Regions from separate parts of the Mus musculus genome. Here region 2 is linked to region 1. The links are chromatin contacts, called in public Hi-C maps. All regions are on one chromosome and are shown on one strand. Each heading gives the region's core, a stretch centred on a gene start, on an enhancer-like site or on the middle of the called end of the contact. The rest is flanking DNA. Distances are from core to core; before and after follow the strand shown.

Region 1 (7,875 bases), core at 2,938-5,437:
TCACTCACAGAAAACAGTCCCGGATATGGTGAAAACGGCAGGAAGGGGCGGAGGAGGCAACTCCACTGCTCAAGCACTGACCCTGAACAGAGATCCGAACCCGTGTGCAAAGTGGGTCTGGCCACTGTAATGGCCTGAGAGTACTCCTGGGAGATTACACCAGGAGAGGAAAGGCAGAAACAGGCAGATTCCTGGATGCTCACTGGTCACCTAGCCAGACCAACAAGAGACCCTACCTCAAGCAAAGGTCAAAAGTCCCTGAACACTGACACCTGTTGTTGTCCTCTGGCGTCTACACACAACCCCACACACAGACCCACAACAACAACAGGCAGAGCAGGAGGGCTGGTGTGGCCACAGAAGTGTGAAGAAGGAAGCATTGTTGAGCTTGAACCAGAATGCCAGTTGGAGTTCGGGGCTCCATGAGGCCTGGAACCTGCAAAAGAAATCTTGGAGTTTTTCACTGAGCGAGACAAAACGTGTTCTGGAAGAGCCTGAGCGGAGGGTAGGTGAGATCTGCCACATTTTCAAATGTGTGGAGGGAGCATGAAGAACAGAAGTGAGGGTCAGGCTGAGAGTGGAGGACCAGAGGCAAAAGCCAGCATCAACAGTCCCAGACAGCCTGCAGAGATATGAACGTGGGATCTTGACCTGGGATGTTATTGGGACAAAGGGGAGGGGGGCAGTGTAACCACAGGTTTATCACAAAGGAAGAATGGATACAGGCGGACCAGAGTTACAGGAAGAGGTGATGAAGGAGGAGGCAGTGGAGCAGGACCAAGGTAAGAGCCATAGAGAAACAGCAGCTCCTGTGGCCTCCAAAGGAACCCAGTGCCCTGGGCCCGCAGTCTCCTTCTGCAACTGTGAGTGGACGGCATTTGCTACAAAGGACCCAAAGTGTATCTGGTTGTCTGTGATGCCCCTGACTGAGCCAGAGAGCCCAAAGATTTGCTGAGGGCCCGTGGCCCCTGAGAGGCCAATTGTCTGCCCAAGTAGAGCCAACGCTATCCACCCCTAGATCTCACAGGGAGAGCCACACTTCCTGTGACCTTGAGCATGTCCTTCAGTTTCTCCAAGCTTCAGTACCTCCTGAAAAAGAGGCGAAATCTTGTCTTCCCCGGGATCCAAGGAGAATGACACTCCACGCAAGTGTTCACAGTGAGCCGCTAATGTAAGGTATTTGTTACTGTGATAAGTTGGTCTCTAACCCATCGGCAATGGCAGCTATTTCTCACGGAGACCCTTCTAAGCCTTCTGTCACCACAAAGCACATTATACCCTGCCAGGCTCCACGGATGCAGAGAACCGTTCAGGACAACAAACGGCTACAATTTTCAAGGGAGCGCCAGATCACTCCGGACATATCCAGTTAATTGAACCACACAGACATTCCCACCCTTTGTCTGACACTCTTCCCCAGCCTTCTCAGACTTTATCTGTGGTCATCCAAGGGACACACCATACCCATGTATCATCTCCAGCCCTGCAGGCTCGCTCCTTCCCATCACTGAACAGCCACATCTTAACAGCTCTGGTTGGGGCACACTGGACTGCATGGGACACAGCAGGCCATGTTCACAGAACCTGCTCCACTCTCATTTGCCCAGGATGGTGACACTGTCTCTTCAAGGCTGGAGTCCCGGTCACCTCAGTGTGCACACACAGGTTCCAAGAATCCCACTCTCACTCTACTGGCTTTGTGTATCAACTTGACCCAAGTCAGAACCATCAGAGAGGAAGGAGCCTCAGTTGAGGAAATGCCTCCAGCATCTTCTCAATTAGTGATCAATGAGGGAGGGCCCAGCCCATGGTGGGTGGTGCCATCTCTGGGCTGGTGGTCCTGGGCTCTATAAGAAAGGAGAATGAGCAGGCCATGAGGATGCTAGCCAGTAAGCAGCATCACTCCACGGCCTCTGTATCAGCTCTTGTCTCCAGGGTCCTACCCTGCCTGAGTTCCTGTCCTTACTTCCTTTGGTGATGAACAGCGATGTGGAGGTGTAAGCCAAATAAACCCTTTCCTCCCCAGCTTGCTTTTCGGTCATGGTGTTTTGTCACAGTCATAGAGACCCTAAGTAAGACACTCCCCATCTATAAAATAGAGGCTCAGTCACTAGACACAGCTTAGTGCTTGGTACTGTGGGCTCACAGAGGGCTTACTGACTGACTACCTTATTGGCTACAATCATTCCAACTTAAGTTTCCCCCTAATGCTTTTCATAAGCAGCTTAAGATATGCCCCTCCAAGTCTACAGTTTGAGAAAATCAGGAAAATCCTTTCTCTTCCACTAGCTTTTAACTACTAAGACAGGCTTTCATTTCACCTCCCTTCCAGGGCAAACGCATCCTATTTTCTTACCATCTGCCTTTAGGGTTTCATGGCTGTGAAGGCACACCACGACCACAGCAACTCTTGTAAAGGAAAGCATTTAATTGGGGCTGACTTACAGTACAGAGGTTTAGTCCACTGTCATCAGAGTGTGAACCACAGTGGCACCCAGGCAGACACAGTGCTGGCGAGGAACAGAGCGTTCTACCTCTGGATCAGCAGGCAGCAAGGAAGAGAGAGTGAGACACTTAATGTGGCTTGAGCATCGGGGACCCCAAAGCCTGCTCTGAGTGGCACACTTCCTCCAACCAGGCCACACCTACTCCAACAAGGCCACACCTCCTAGCAGTGCCCCTCCCACCTAGCTACATTTTATTTTACAGACATGCCCAGGTTTGTCTCCTAGGTGCCTCTAAATCCAGTCAAAGTATTGATACTAGCCATTCCACCATTCCTCCTGCACCTCAGCCCTCAAAACCCCTTCCCATCCACACGGCGTGTTCTTATACTTAGTTTGACTACTGTTTCCTAAAATACAGCTGACATACCAGGGTCTGAAACAGTCCTCAAATCGTGGCTCTCCAGACCCAGTGTCTTTCTGGTATCAAGGAGATTTCAAACTCAGCTTTCTTATAAAAAAAAATTTACCACTGAGCAAGAGAAAACAATAAACTATATTCTGATCACCAGGAGATTTGAACAGGAAATGTTAATAATCAAAAAAATAAATGATTCGGAGAAAACACAGAGCCTTATCAACCCTCTCATATTCACAGGTTTGAGGTTGGTAGCAGTGTCTAACTGCACCTTTTACAAATTCCATGTGTCCTCGCATGCAAATCCAGGGAGCCAGCGACTGCTGTTTGTCCTCTGCAGTGGCTAGGGCAATGCAGTCAACATAGGACTATGGCACAAGATGAGGCCTGGTCTTGCACCCCAGACCCAGCAGACTGGGCCTGACCGAACAAACTGCCATTCATTTGGGATTACCTCTCCTGTCTCCAAACCTGCTTTCTGGAGTTGGTAAGGCCGGGAGGATGCTTACCCGATGATGTTCGGAAGCTATGGACACAGACTTTGGAGAAGGCAGACTGAAAAGCCACAGACAGCACTTGTCAAATTCTAGGTGCTGATAACTCCTGCACATAATATTATCCAAAACCATTGCTACCAGTCGTTAGACGCTGAACACTGCTAAACACTCACTGTGTGATAAAGTGTTTCTGTACTGAACCACGTCCCCATGAAGTCCCCTTATCAACACGTCACCATCAGAGCACTGAGATTCGGAAGGGCCAGAGTGTAGCAATGTTGGCGGAGTACTTCCCTAACATGCCTGAAGCTCTGGGGTGCTGCCCTCAGCAGTGGCTAACTTGGGCACCACGGTGCATGCCTATAATCACAGCACCAGGGAGATAAGAGGAAGAGGAGGATATGAAGTTAGGGATATCCTAGACTACATAGTGAGTCTGAGGCCAGCCTGGGCTACTGCTAAGTAAATAAAGAAAAAAAAAAAAAAAGAAAAAAACAGAAGGGTCAGATAACTCGCTTGAAATAGAGTATACATACAGTTCCGAACGCACAGAACTGTCTCTAGTTATTAACTACCCATTCCGCACTGTGGACCGATCTCTAGTTTGTCCATCTGTAGGCTAGACGTTCTCAAAGCTCACCCACCATTGGTAAAGAACACCCATCCAAATTTCCAGGCTGAGACCAGTCAAGCACAAGGGACCATCTGTGTGCGAAGCTGCTTGCTGTGAGCTAGACAAAATCAGGAAGACAAGGCTGGTGAAAGTGAGCCACGCTCTGGGTGATGGTAACACTGCTTGCTGTTTACACCACCGCCTAGAAGGACCAGAGTTCTGTGGGCACTGGAGCAGGACCTAGCTCTTCCTGTGCTTCACATGCAAAGCCAGGGTTCGCACTGTCTGGGCGTTCCCGCTTACACAGTACGTTCCTCCCGGCACGTCTTCACTCTCAGGAAACATGAGGTGAGCCTGGCTTTTCCCAACCCTTGATATCTTCCATCTAACTCAACGAGAGACCTGCTGGGACTTTAGCAAGCTTTCTGAACCTCCGCATCGTAAGAGAGAACTGAGGCAAGAGTTATTGGAAACGTCTGCAAACATCTGCATACACAGGAAATGATTTGATCTTGGTGGTAGGCACTTCCAGTCCTGGGTTACGCAGGAAGCAAGGAAAGAAATAATATTACCATGTTATCCAGTCAACACGTGGATTCTGGTAAGATCTGGATGAGCCTGGAGCTTCTGGAGGTCGCAGAAAATATCACCCCCCCCCAACCCTCCAAGTTTCAGCTCTTGTTTTCTTGGTGGCCTTGCTTCTTTTCTCTCTGCTGTCCACACTGATAGACAGAACACACCCCCAACAGCGCTTCTCTACCATCCGCTACTTCCACTAGCAGGCAAGAAGCCATGCTCCTGTCTCAATCCAATTCTGATATTCCAAGAAATCAAGTATGAAAAGTCCCTGGATCAATCAGCTATGGTTGGGAAACAATCAACCCATATCTGTTTCCATGCCAACTACGGAGATGAAACAATAAAGAAGAGGTCTCCATACATTTCCAGGAGTTTCCAATTTCTCTTTCCAGAAGGAGAAATGGCCAAGATACATAATATGTGTCCCTACTATAAGCAAGGCACTACCTGAATGGAGAGGAAATAATTCAATTATAGAGCTCAAAGTTTTCTCTGGGATCCAGGAACTTCAGGAACAGCCAGCCCGGCTCCTCCCTCCTCCATCCATCACTCAGCTCCAGGCACTGGCAGGCTTCATTCCCTCGGTGACACAGTTTCCTTCTCTGACCAAGGCCTCCACATCAGGCCAGCCATATTCTGTGTGTCCCCAGACCTGACCATCTTCCCTTAGCCTCTCTTCCACAGAGCCTCCCTCCAGCCACTGTCCTGGGCCAACCAGGGTCCTGTGACCACTGGAGGCTGAGAGGGCTGAGAGGGCTGAGAGGCCAGAGCAGATTTGCCTTCCTTCGCTCTCATACAGTAAAACTGACAGGGGCAGAGTCTGTCTTTCCAGTGAAAACTCAGCTCTGCAGAACCTCCACATCAAAGTCTCAAGTCTCATGTAATGGGAAAAATAATAAAGTGCATTTTCAAGAAGAAAAAATAATAATTAAAAATAAACAAGTGAACTAGACCAACTCCTTAACTTTCCAGGGTACAGAATATACAAGGGGACATGGCCTAAGGATACACAAGCCACCGCCCACACTCCATTTTCAACGCAGAGCACTGACCTAGACAGGAACCAACCGGGAGGAGATACACGGGGCAAGAAGCACACTCCACAGGCATGAGGGATACTTTGTTACACCAAGGCAACCTGAAAACAAAGTTAGCTGTGGTCCCCAGGCAGCGGCATCCCTGCCAACAGAGATGCCAGGCTCACACTACCACCAGGGTCCTACCCCAACAGGCCATCAGCCACTCAGCTGAGAAACAGCCATCCCAGAACATCAAGGTCCTCTTTCAGCTACAATCAAAAGCCATGTCTCTAGCCAGCCATCACTCAAGACCCACAGGCCCTCCTACATGTAAATGACTCCTGCGAGTTTGATATATGTTAGGGATGCATGTGGCAAATTTAAATTCTTTCTCTTCAGTTGACATTAAACGATAACAACGACCACCCCAAATTTGTCATGAGTCATGCTAAATGGTAAAGTGGGGAGATCCCACTTTATACAGCAACACACCAAAATATATTGACATGTAAAAATATACTAATCTGAACTGGGGAGATAGCCCAACAGTACAGTGCTTGCCCATACAAGCATTAGGGTCCCCAGCACCCATATATATATATATATATATATATATATAAACAAGTATGGTCATATGTGCCTCCCAGGCAGAGGGAGACAGCAGACAAGCTGGCCCCCAGGGCTCTCTGCATGACCAGGCTTCCAAAACGGCAAGGTCTAAGTTCACAGAGAAGCCCTGTGTGAGGAAGTAAGACAGAGAACCATGAAGGTGGCTCAGCTGGAAGAGGCACCTGCTGTCAAGCCTGACAACGGGGACTTGAGCCCCAGAAGCACCTGGTACAAGCAGAGAGCCAACTCCCACAAGGTGTCCTCTGCCCTCCAAACTCACACATGTATACACACACACACACACACACACACACACACACACACACACACACAGAGTAATAGTGGAGGATCCCCCAAACTTGATCTCTGGTCTCCACACATTCACACAGGCAAACACATCCATGCATACACACGTTTATCTCACACACACACACACACATGCTTATAACTCCCCACATGCATATACATGCTTATAACATACAGACATGCATAAACATACTTACAAGCACACACACATGCATACACATACTTATCACACACACACATATGCATACACATTCTTATCACACACATGAATACACATGCTTATCACACACATGCATATACATGCTTATCACACATACCCATGCATACACATTCTTATCACAGACACACACCCATGCATACACATGATTATCACACACACTTGTTTGTTTGTTGTTTGTTTGTTTGTTTGTTTGTTTGTTTGTTTGTTTGTTGAGACAGGGTTTCTCTGCACAGCCATGGCTGTCCTTTAAGTTGTTCTATAGACAGGGCTAACCTCAAACTCATGGATCCCTCCCTGCCCCTTCCCCAACCCCAGCCCCAACCCTGTGCCTCCCGAGTGCTGGCACTGAAGGCGTGTGCTACCATGACCAGGGGAAATTGTTAATTAATTTAGAAAAGCAACAGCAACAAAAAAAAAAGATAGTGAATTAAGCCAAGGCTGCAAGAGGCCCACCCCTCACTTTCACCCCTGCACCCACTCTCCTCACCTCCACCCTGCACCCACTCTCTTCTCCTCACCTCCACCCTGCACCCCTCTCCTCACCTCCATCACTGCACCCCTCTCCTCACCTCCACCCTGCACCCACTCTCCTCACCTCCACCCCTGCACCCACTCTCCTCACCTCCACCCTGCACCCACTCTCTTCTCCTCACCTCCACCCTGCACCCCTCTCCTCACCTCCATCACTGCACCCCTCTCCTCATCTCCACCCTGCACCCACTCTCTTCTCCTCACCTCCACCCTGCACCCCTCTCCTCACCTCCACCCTGCACCCCTCTCCTCATCTCCACCCTGCACCCACTCTCTTCTCCTCACCTCCACCCTGCACCCCTCTCCTCATCTCCACCCCTACATCTACTCTCCTCACCTCCACCCTGCACCCCTCTCCTCACCTCCATCACTGCACCCCTCTCCTCATCTCCACCCTGCACCCACTCTCTTCTCCTCACCTCCACCCTGCACCCCTCTCCTCACCTCCACCCCTACATCCACTCTCCTCACCTCCACCCCTGCACCCACTCTCCTCACCTCCACCCCTGCACCCACTCTCCTTACCTCCACCCACTCCCCTCTCCTCCACCCCTGCACCCACTCCAACTGCACCCCAGAAGCCGAAGCGCATCCTAACAAGCAATCCTATCTCTGTGGTCACATTTACTGTTCCCTGAC
Region 2 (7,875 bases), core at 2,676-5,175, 82 kb after region 1:
AACCCATAAACCATAGGCTTAGATTTTTTTCTAAACCTACTTTATTTAGAGTTCTTAAACCTCCCTTCTAGTCCACCGACCAAAGGTAGGAGGAAAAGAAGGTTTATAGGAAAAGGGAGATGTGGACCTGTTTGGAAGTAGTTCTTTGGGGGGAGATTCCATCCTTCATTGTCAGGGTACCAGCAGCCCAGTCCAATAGCAAACACCAAACACAGATCATCAGCAGCAGCAGCTCCATCCAGCAGGAACCGCAAGGCTTCACTGACTCGACACAAGTCAGCAGAAGCGGCGAGCATCAGCCAGAACACCGCGAAGTTCTTTGGCACGTTTCTCTCTGTGAAGTGAAGACCAGCGAAGCATTGCACGGTGGCATCAAATGCCAGAGCATCCTCTCACTGTTTGTGGGGTTCCGTTTATCCTCTTTCCAAACACCACACACCCTGTCACGCATCGGCTCAAGCAAAGCAGCCTCTCAACAAGACAGCTTCCAGAAAAACATCACGTGGCCCAGCTGAGTTTCCAGCGAAACCAGAAATCTCCACTTCAACGAACCCTTCCCTTCTCCAGGCGCTTCACCGAAGCCACTGGAGAGTTACTAATACAGGTGAGGTTAGACGAAAGTCAGGAGGCTGCAGCAGAGCGGGCTACACTTGGGCCTCTTCCCACTCGGAGAGAGTCATGCTTTATTTTCTCTTACTTCCCTGACTCCCTTGGCCCCTGTCCCTTATTCAAACTTTAAAACACAGAAATGTACTTTAAAATTCCCTCCTTTACAGGTGTGGGGAGATTGCATGGCCGGTAGGAGCAATTGCTACACAATCGCAAAGACTAGAATTTGAATCCAGCACCCGAATATCGAGCCAGCAAAGGCCCTGAAACTCCAGCTCTGAGGAAGCCAGTGTCCCTTCTGGCCTCTGTGTGTGCACAGGCACATACATCCGCACACACATGTGTGCTCACACTCACAGATGTGTACACACACACACATACATACATACATACATACACACATACACATACATACACACACACACACATAGATCTTTTAAGAAAGTGCTTCAGGAAATGAGATAAATGTGTCCAGGCTGCATCCTGTTGGCTGTCTGCATTCTGCCGCCTCCCAAGGCACATTTCTCACTCACTATAAAAACACCCAGCCATTCTCTCCTTCCCCAACCCTACTGCAAACAACACTCTAGGAGGAGTGGAGCTGCCTGTGAATTGGTAGACTTTCACATAAACATAAATATGATTTATAGAAGGAAGAACCAAAAACATAGAAAATATAATGAAACATTTTGAAGAGGAGGCAGCTGGGGAGCTGGGAGACAGACCACGACTTGGGGGTCAGCTTGAAGTTGAAAGTCCTGTGAAAAGATGTGTACTACACAACCTCAACAAGGAGTGTCTTATCTAGAATCATGCTGTGCATGAAGGAGACCTTTAATAATAAATTGCTTGACCAAGGATAAAATGAGTGGCAGAGAAAACCTAAATGAAGAGAGGTATAAATTAGAACTGCTTGAATTTTTTGAGTCCAATGAAGGTTTGACTTCTTTTTTCACTTACTGGTCTGTGAGAATCCAAGAGTGTAGTACTGTTACTTTCAGTGCTGGGATTAGAACCAGGTTTGTGGCTGCCAAGGATGAGCAGCTCTGCAACAGACATGCTCTCTGTGTATGCAAAAGTCTCCCCAGGAAGGCCACAGCACTCAGAGAGAGCGAGTGAGTCAGAACTGTCAAACGCTCCTTTTTACGGGATCCGGAGGTCAGCTCCAGAGCTCCGGATGGACTGTGTGGAAGCTGAAGCACCCCTGAAGCACACTGAAGCCATGGGAAGACGTGACTGTGCTGAGAGGGATTCGTGCTTGGAGGGACAGTGGGCTAGCATCTGTGTCCCCAGTGCTGAGCTAGGTGCCAAGTGTCATGGGAAATGTGGTCAGAGAATAACAATGACGGTGCTCCCTTTAAGCTGCTAGGGGCAGGTCACTGTGCCTCCCCTCCTGGAAGGCATCACCTGATCAGGACAGCAGCAGGAACTCAATGTCACCTGCTCACTCTGGGCTTTCAGTGGCGTGCAAGGTGAGGAGCACTCTCCCCCTTGAATGTGCTTTTATCTTGGAGCTTCTCTCCTTGACATGGGAACGCTAATGAACGCCACAGCACACATGATAGGACCACATACACGAGGACACAATTGATGCAAGCCAGGTGAGGATGCTGCTCAATGTTTTGCTTCCAACCAGGCAAAGGAGATTGTCTGGAAGTAGCTTTGAAACTGGCCTGCAAAAGGAGAACATAAGAGATGGAGGGACAGAAGGCCTAGCGGACGGGACATGAGGCCATAGGTCTCCTGATTGTCCCTCAGCTACTCCCTGCCTTGTCCTGTGGACACCAGAACAACCAAACTTTCATTATTTATGAAGCAGGTTCAAGATGAGTTTTTATTTTCATCGCTAACTAAAATGTTTGGAACTTACACGCTTAGCAGGTTTAGAGTGTTTAATGAAAATAAGCAAGGGTCCTAACTAAACCAAAGAACTGTTTTCTAAGTCTGGAGGCAGTTAATATGTCACAACAAAACCCATTATATGGGTGGTTAATAATTACTAATAAAAACATTACAGAGAAAACAGACCCTGGAAACCAATCAAATCATTCTGGTCCCAAGCTTTCCCTACATTTGTTGAGCAGCTTTGGGTCGCTGCTGTGGGGCTGTGGTTTCAGTGGATACCATGCTGCAAAGCTGCAGCTTGGATTAGAGGAAGCATGGAGGAAAACAGCCTGAGCTTGCCACAGGTCTAGGCACATTCCTCAGTCAGAAGGACAGATTGCAGCCATCTGGATGAACTTCGAAAGTGCCCAGACTAGAGTCAGCAGAATTATCTTGTCACGCACACAAGTCCTGGTAGAGAAACTTATGTCACCTCCTTATGGAGTGGCTGTGAAATTGTTTTCTTACAAGAGAATCAAAGAAGAAGAAATGAGGGTTCAGAGGTAGTTATGCCTTCTCTGAAAATGTCCACTTAACAGGTGTCTTGACATGTCAGCTGGACACATTAACCGGACTTTATAGTGGACTAAATTCTATGTTTAGGCAGAGAGGGTGGCATCAAGAAAGGTTCCTCAGATCTGCCATCCCAACACCAACACCTGGAGGTGGAGGCAGAAGGATTGCCGTGAATTCAAGGAAGGCCAGCCTGGGCTACACAGTGAGTTCCAGATCAGGCTGAGCTGCAGAGTGGGGCAATGTCTCAAAGCGAAAGTTAAGAGAAGTACTGTGATGTTGCAGGAAAACTGGAAAATGACTCTTAAGCACTGTGGACAAAGCACTCGTGGGTGACCTTCTCACTATACTTGGGGAAAGTACCTATGTGTGAAGGTGACGCTGTGTTCTTTGGATTCATGATTGTATTTTATAAAAACTCTGACAAACAGTAGCTTTAAAGGCATCAGTGGATCATTTAAAGAAAGACTAAAGCTCACCTGGGCCATCTCACACTGTGGCCAAGAGAAAACTCCACAACCGTCACTAAGTGGAACTTCTCAAGTGCTGAGTGGAACCTTGCTTGTGTCCCAGCTGCCTGGAGAAAACTGGCGTCTTAGTTGGTTTCAACTTTTATTGTTTTGGATCATATTTCTCCCTATCCCTTCTCCCCCACCTCCTAACTACACACAATATTTTGAGACTGCCTTGAATTTGTAGGTAGTTTTTGGATCAAATAGCATGAGGAGATTGGGGACCCTCAAAAATGTGAGGTTCCTACTTGCTTTGGAAAGTCAAAAGTGTGAAGTTGAAAAGAAAAAAAAAAAAACATCGAAAAAACCAAAACCACAAAAAGTACTGCTGACTTGAATACTCAGCAAACAAACAGTGCACTGCAGCTGGAAACCGCATGACCTTTCTCCTGGTTTGTCAGGTCCTCTGTTCATGACCCCGTGGAAAATCAGACAAAACAAAACAAAAAACAGCTGGGGTGAGAAGGGAAGGAGGGTCTTCTGACCAGGGACTTCCCAGGGAACAAAGCTATCATGTCTGTGTGCTGCCACACTCTGACCCCCCACCCCTGCTAGGCTCAACAACTGCAACATTGTATCTCCGCTCTGCACCTGCCCTTTACCCTACTCCATCACAAGTACCAAAATACGTATTTCCTTTGAATATATGATAAGAATGCAATTTTATCTGTTGTTTTTTGAGACCTGTCATTCATTGAATATATGTGTTTTCTTCTCCCAGAAGGGACACATCTCCCTATTAAAACTTAGGTTTTAAGCCCCAGATAATGTCAGAAGCACCCCACCATCATAAGGGTCTTGCAAGACATTTTCTTTGTCCTGTACATGTGTCACTGGTGAAGATAAGTGATACCACAGAGACAGTTCTTATTGTTGTCAGATAAGTTCTCATTATGTAACCCAGGCTGGTCTCATGATCCTCCTGCTGCAGTCTTCTGAGGCTGGGTTGATAGGTCTGTGACCATGCCTAGCTGATGTGATGTTTTTAATAGTACCCTTTGGTTTCAAAAAAGACAAATCACTTAAAAAATTAGATGAGCCAACTGAAGTGACATCAGTGGAAGATTGCCCAGCATGGCATGATGTGCCTCTCTAAGGTCACAGCAAAGGAAATGGGGTTGTAGATCGCCCCAGACACACGTTATTGCATCAGGACCCTCTAAGTGTCCACTAGTCTAGCTTAACTCAGCAGCAGGAATGTAATTTACTTATCCACATCTTGAAATATTAAGAAATTTTTGCAAAAGTTGAAATTTCAAAACTGATCTTGAGTATTTCATATATTTTACTGTCAAATACCCTACTCTAAGCATTTGTGGTTTTGAGGCAGTATCTCACTACATAGCTCATCTGACCTGGAACTTTTGATACAGAGCAGATTGGCTCTGAACTCACAGAGATCTGCCTGCCTATGGCTCTCAAGTGCAGAGACTAGAAGCACAAGCCACTGCATCATGTCCAAACTACACACCACCTGCATGCATGTACACACACACACACACACACACAAACAAACAAACAAAACAAATATTTTTAAAGGTGATTTGAACCTCCCCCCACAGCTTTGCAGCAAGGTCAGAGGTCACGCCTCCCTTTCTGGCCTAGGAGTCTCAGCAGGCAATTCCTCTGCTCTCCTCGTTGCTCAGCAGGCATCTGGTTCCCAGCCTGAGCACTGTCCATATGTTTGTCTAACAGACACATGAAAGAGTTAGCCTAACTGATACCACTGACTCTAAGGGATTTCTGCTCAGCCGTCGGCTCCTCTGAGAGGAAACGCAGAGTTGAGCCTGTGAGTTGAAGATGAGCATACCTTCACTTGAGACTCTACACAAACAGCGTACAGCCAACACCATCTCCTGGCAACGTCAGCAACATTTAGACCAGGAAAATGATGGAGATAGTTGATTATAGATACAAAATGCAAAGTGGAAGTTACAGCTCCACCAACTCCAACTCCCAGAACAGTCCACAGAGTAGAAAACAAAGGTGGAAGATGCCCTAAAGCGCAAAGGAAAGATCAGAACCGGCACGGCCTTCTTCCATGACAAAGCCTGCCTATTACAGATTAGGATGCTGGGGCTCAAACCTGGGCCTTACACATGTTAGACAAGCATCTTCCCCAGAGCTCAAACCCAAGCCTCTGATTCCTTTTATAAACAACACTGAAGATGACAATCAGCACTGCACAGAACAGGTATCAAGAGGCACACAGGTTTCAAGTTAGGTAGTGGACTAGGGGCTGCCTCTGTGAGAGCTGCTGAGGAGAAACTCAGAGTCAAGAACATATTCATGTGCTGTGGGGATGGCTCAACAGTTAAAAGCACTGATTCCTCCAGAGGACCCAGGTTCACTACCTGACACCCACACAGCATAGCAACCTACCCCTGTCTGTATTCCAGTTCTGGGGATCTAACACCCTCTTCTGGCCTCTGTGGGTGGTGAATAGACACACACGCAGGCAAAACATCCATACACAGAAATTGAAGACAACAGACTTCATCCCAAAGACAGAAGCAGAGGAACTTTAGAAATCCACAAAGTACAAGGATTGGGGGAAGTAGAAGAGAAGAGACTGCGACATGGAGAAGCAGCCTTCGTGCACAGTCCCTGCTGGCCCCTGGCAGTTTCTGAAAAATAAAGCAGAGGAGAGCTTGCAGCCCCACCCCAGGATAAGCCCTCCATGCCCAGGAACCTCAAGTCTATGTATTGGTTTCGGTGAGACAATGTTTCTGAAGGACTGCCAGGGTCAGCCACAGGACAGGAGTTTTATTGTCATGTTTTGTGACTCAGAGCAGTGGGCAGACATTATATTAGCAGAAAGTCCTTTGGGAATAACAGAGCTACCTCAGAAAATGACATCAAAAAATGTCTCCAGGTCAGGGAGTCACAGGTTGGTCTTCCACAACCCCTGCATGAGGAAAAGCCCAAAGAGACATCTGTGGAGAGCAAGAAGCTCTTCAACAATGTCCAGCAGAAGTATACAGGTGTCAGGACTGAGAAGGCTAGCTCAGAATGGAAAGTGCATGAACAGGGACAGAGCTCAACTAAGAATGGCCTGATATCAGAGTTTGATAGCCTGAGCCTTCACAAAATCATTTTACATGGATTAAAGACATGAATATAAAATCTGAGACTTTGAGACTGCTAGAGGAAAACATAGGCAAAACACGACAAGACGTGGGCATGGGCATGGGCATGGGCATGGGCAAGGGCTTTCTGGAGCGAATTCAACCAGCGCAGGAAAGACTCCCAGGAACTGACAAATGCATGAAATTAAGGAGCTTCTGTACAGTGAGAACAACAGCCAGCGTGAAGCAGCATGCTAGGGTCGGGTGAAGCATCTGTACCAACTACCTGTCAGACATGGGATTAGTAAGTAAGACATGAATAACTACAGAAATTAAATCCACAAGTGGGCTAATGAACTAAGCAGACTGTTCTCAAAAGAAGAAAAACAAGTAGTCAATATGTCCCTGGGAAAGTATTTACCACATTAGCCATCAGAAAAATACAGATCAAGATGGATCTGAGAGTCTATCTCACACCGGTCAGAATAGCTGTCACCTAGAAAACAAATGATAAACTGGGCTGGTGAGGACGTGGAGAAGGGGAACCCTCAGTTCACTGCTGGTGGGAGTGTAAATGGTGTGGCCACTGTGGAAATCAGAACAGGGGTTGTTTATAGCAAGAACGGTAGACATCCTGGAAAGCAGTTCATAAGACTTGGAAAGTGAAAAGGAGGCTTTTGGAGACTCAGGAAGTTAAGTTGCAAGTCTCAGGAAGTTCCTGAAATTTACCAGACTCACAAAGCTTCTTTCTCCCTGTGGTTATGTAAACAGTGAGGACTACTAAAGAGTAAGCTGTAGAGCTACCTACAGAGTCATTCAGAGCACTCCAAGGCACAAGTTTTTAGGAGTCATCACCCTGGCTGGTTTGGGCTTTTTCATGATGTGGTTGTGTCTGAAGCATCCTTGTACCTGTGAGCAACTCCTTATCCACCCCTGTAAATAACTAAAATAGATCCACTGGTTCACCAAGGTGGACTTTAGTGCTCTTATGGCTTTGATGTGTGGTCAGTTCTACCATCTGGTGTAACAGACATTTGTTCATGACTCCTCAGGAATAGAGTAGCAAAATTAGGTTTTACTAAAGAAACCTCAAAGTAGATCTCCCACCTGACCGGGTTATACCACTCAGTATACACTCAAAACCAACCATGTATGTACCACAGAGATACGTTCAGTGCGTCTGTATTCATAAGTACACTACTCACAATAACCAGGAAATGGGTTCACTGACAGATGACAGACAGGAAATGAAGTCATACACACATGGAATTTTATGCCCATGTACAGAG

Evidence for each region. A called contact is a pair of places that touch in the nucleus more often than the background predicts.
Region 2: a contact with region 1 is called in a Hi-C map of the G1E-ER4 cell line, with 1.9 times the contacts expected there. The contact joins two enhancer-like sites. A contact is called at or near these places in 8 of 484 Hi-C or Micro-C datasets (CD8 T cells, the G1E-ER4 cell line, the N1E-115 cell line and 4 more) and 2 of 115 datasets of contacts at active chromatin or transcription factors (fetal liver and large pre-B cells).

What each region holds. Positions count from the first base shown.
Region 1 is chr3:153,678,349-153,686,223 of GRCm38.p6, forward strand. The region is part of intron 1 of St6galnac3 (ST6 (alpha-N-acetyl-neuraminyl-2,3-beta-galactosyl-1,3)-N-acetylgalactosaminide alpha-2,6-sialyltransferase 3); the gene reads right to left. Among named protein-coding and RNA genes, the nearest start is that of St6galnac3, 43 kb to the right of the region's middle. Within about 2 kb of position 4,188, at least 24 of the 459 cell types and tissues checked have an H3K27ac peak or open chromatin away from gene starts, as enhancers often do. A contact at or near this core is called in the G1E-ER4 cell line, where this site is marked.
Region 2 is chr3:153,760,981-153,768,855 of GRCm38.p6, forward strand. No RefSeq gene overlaps it. Among named protein-coding and RNA genes, the nearest start is that of 5730460C07Rik, 27 kb to the right of the region's middle. Within about 2 kb of position 3,926, at least 44 of the 459 cell types and tissues checked have an H3K27ac peak or open chromatin away from gene starts, as enhancers often do. A contact at or near this core is called in the G1E-ER4 cell line, where this site is marked.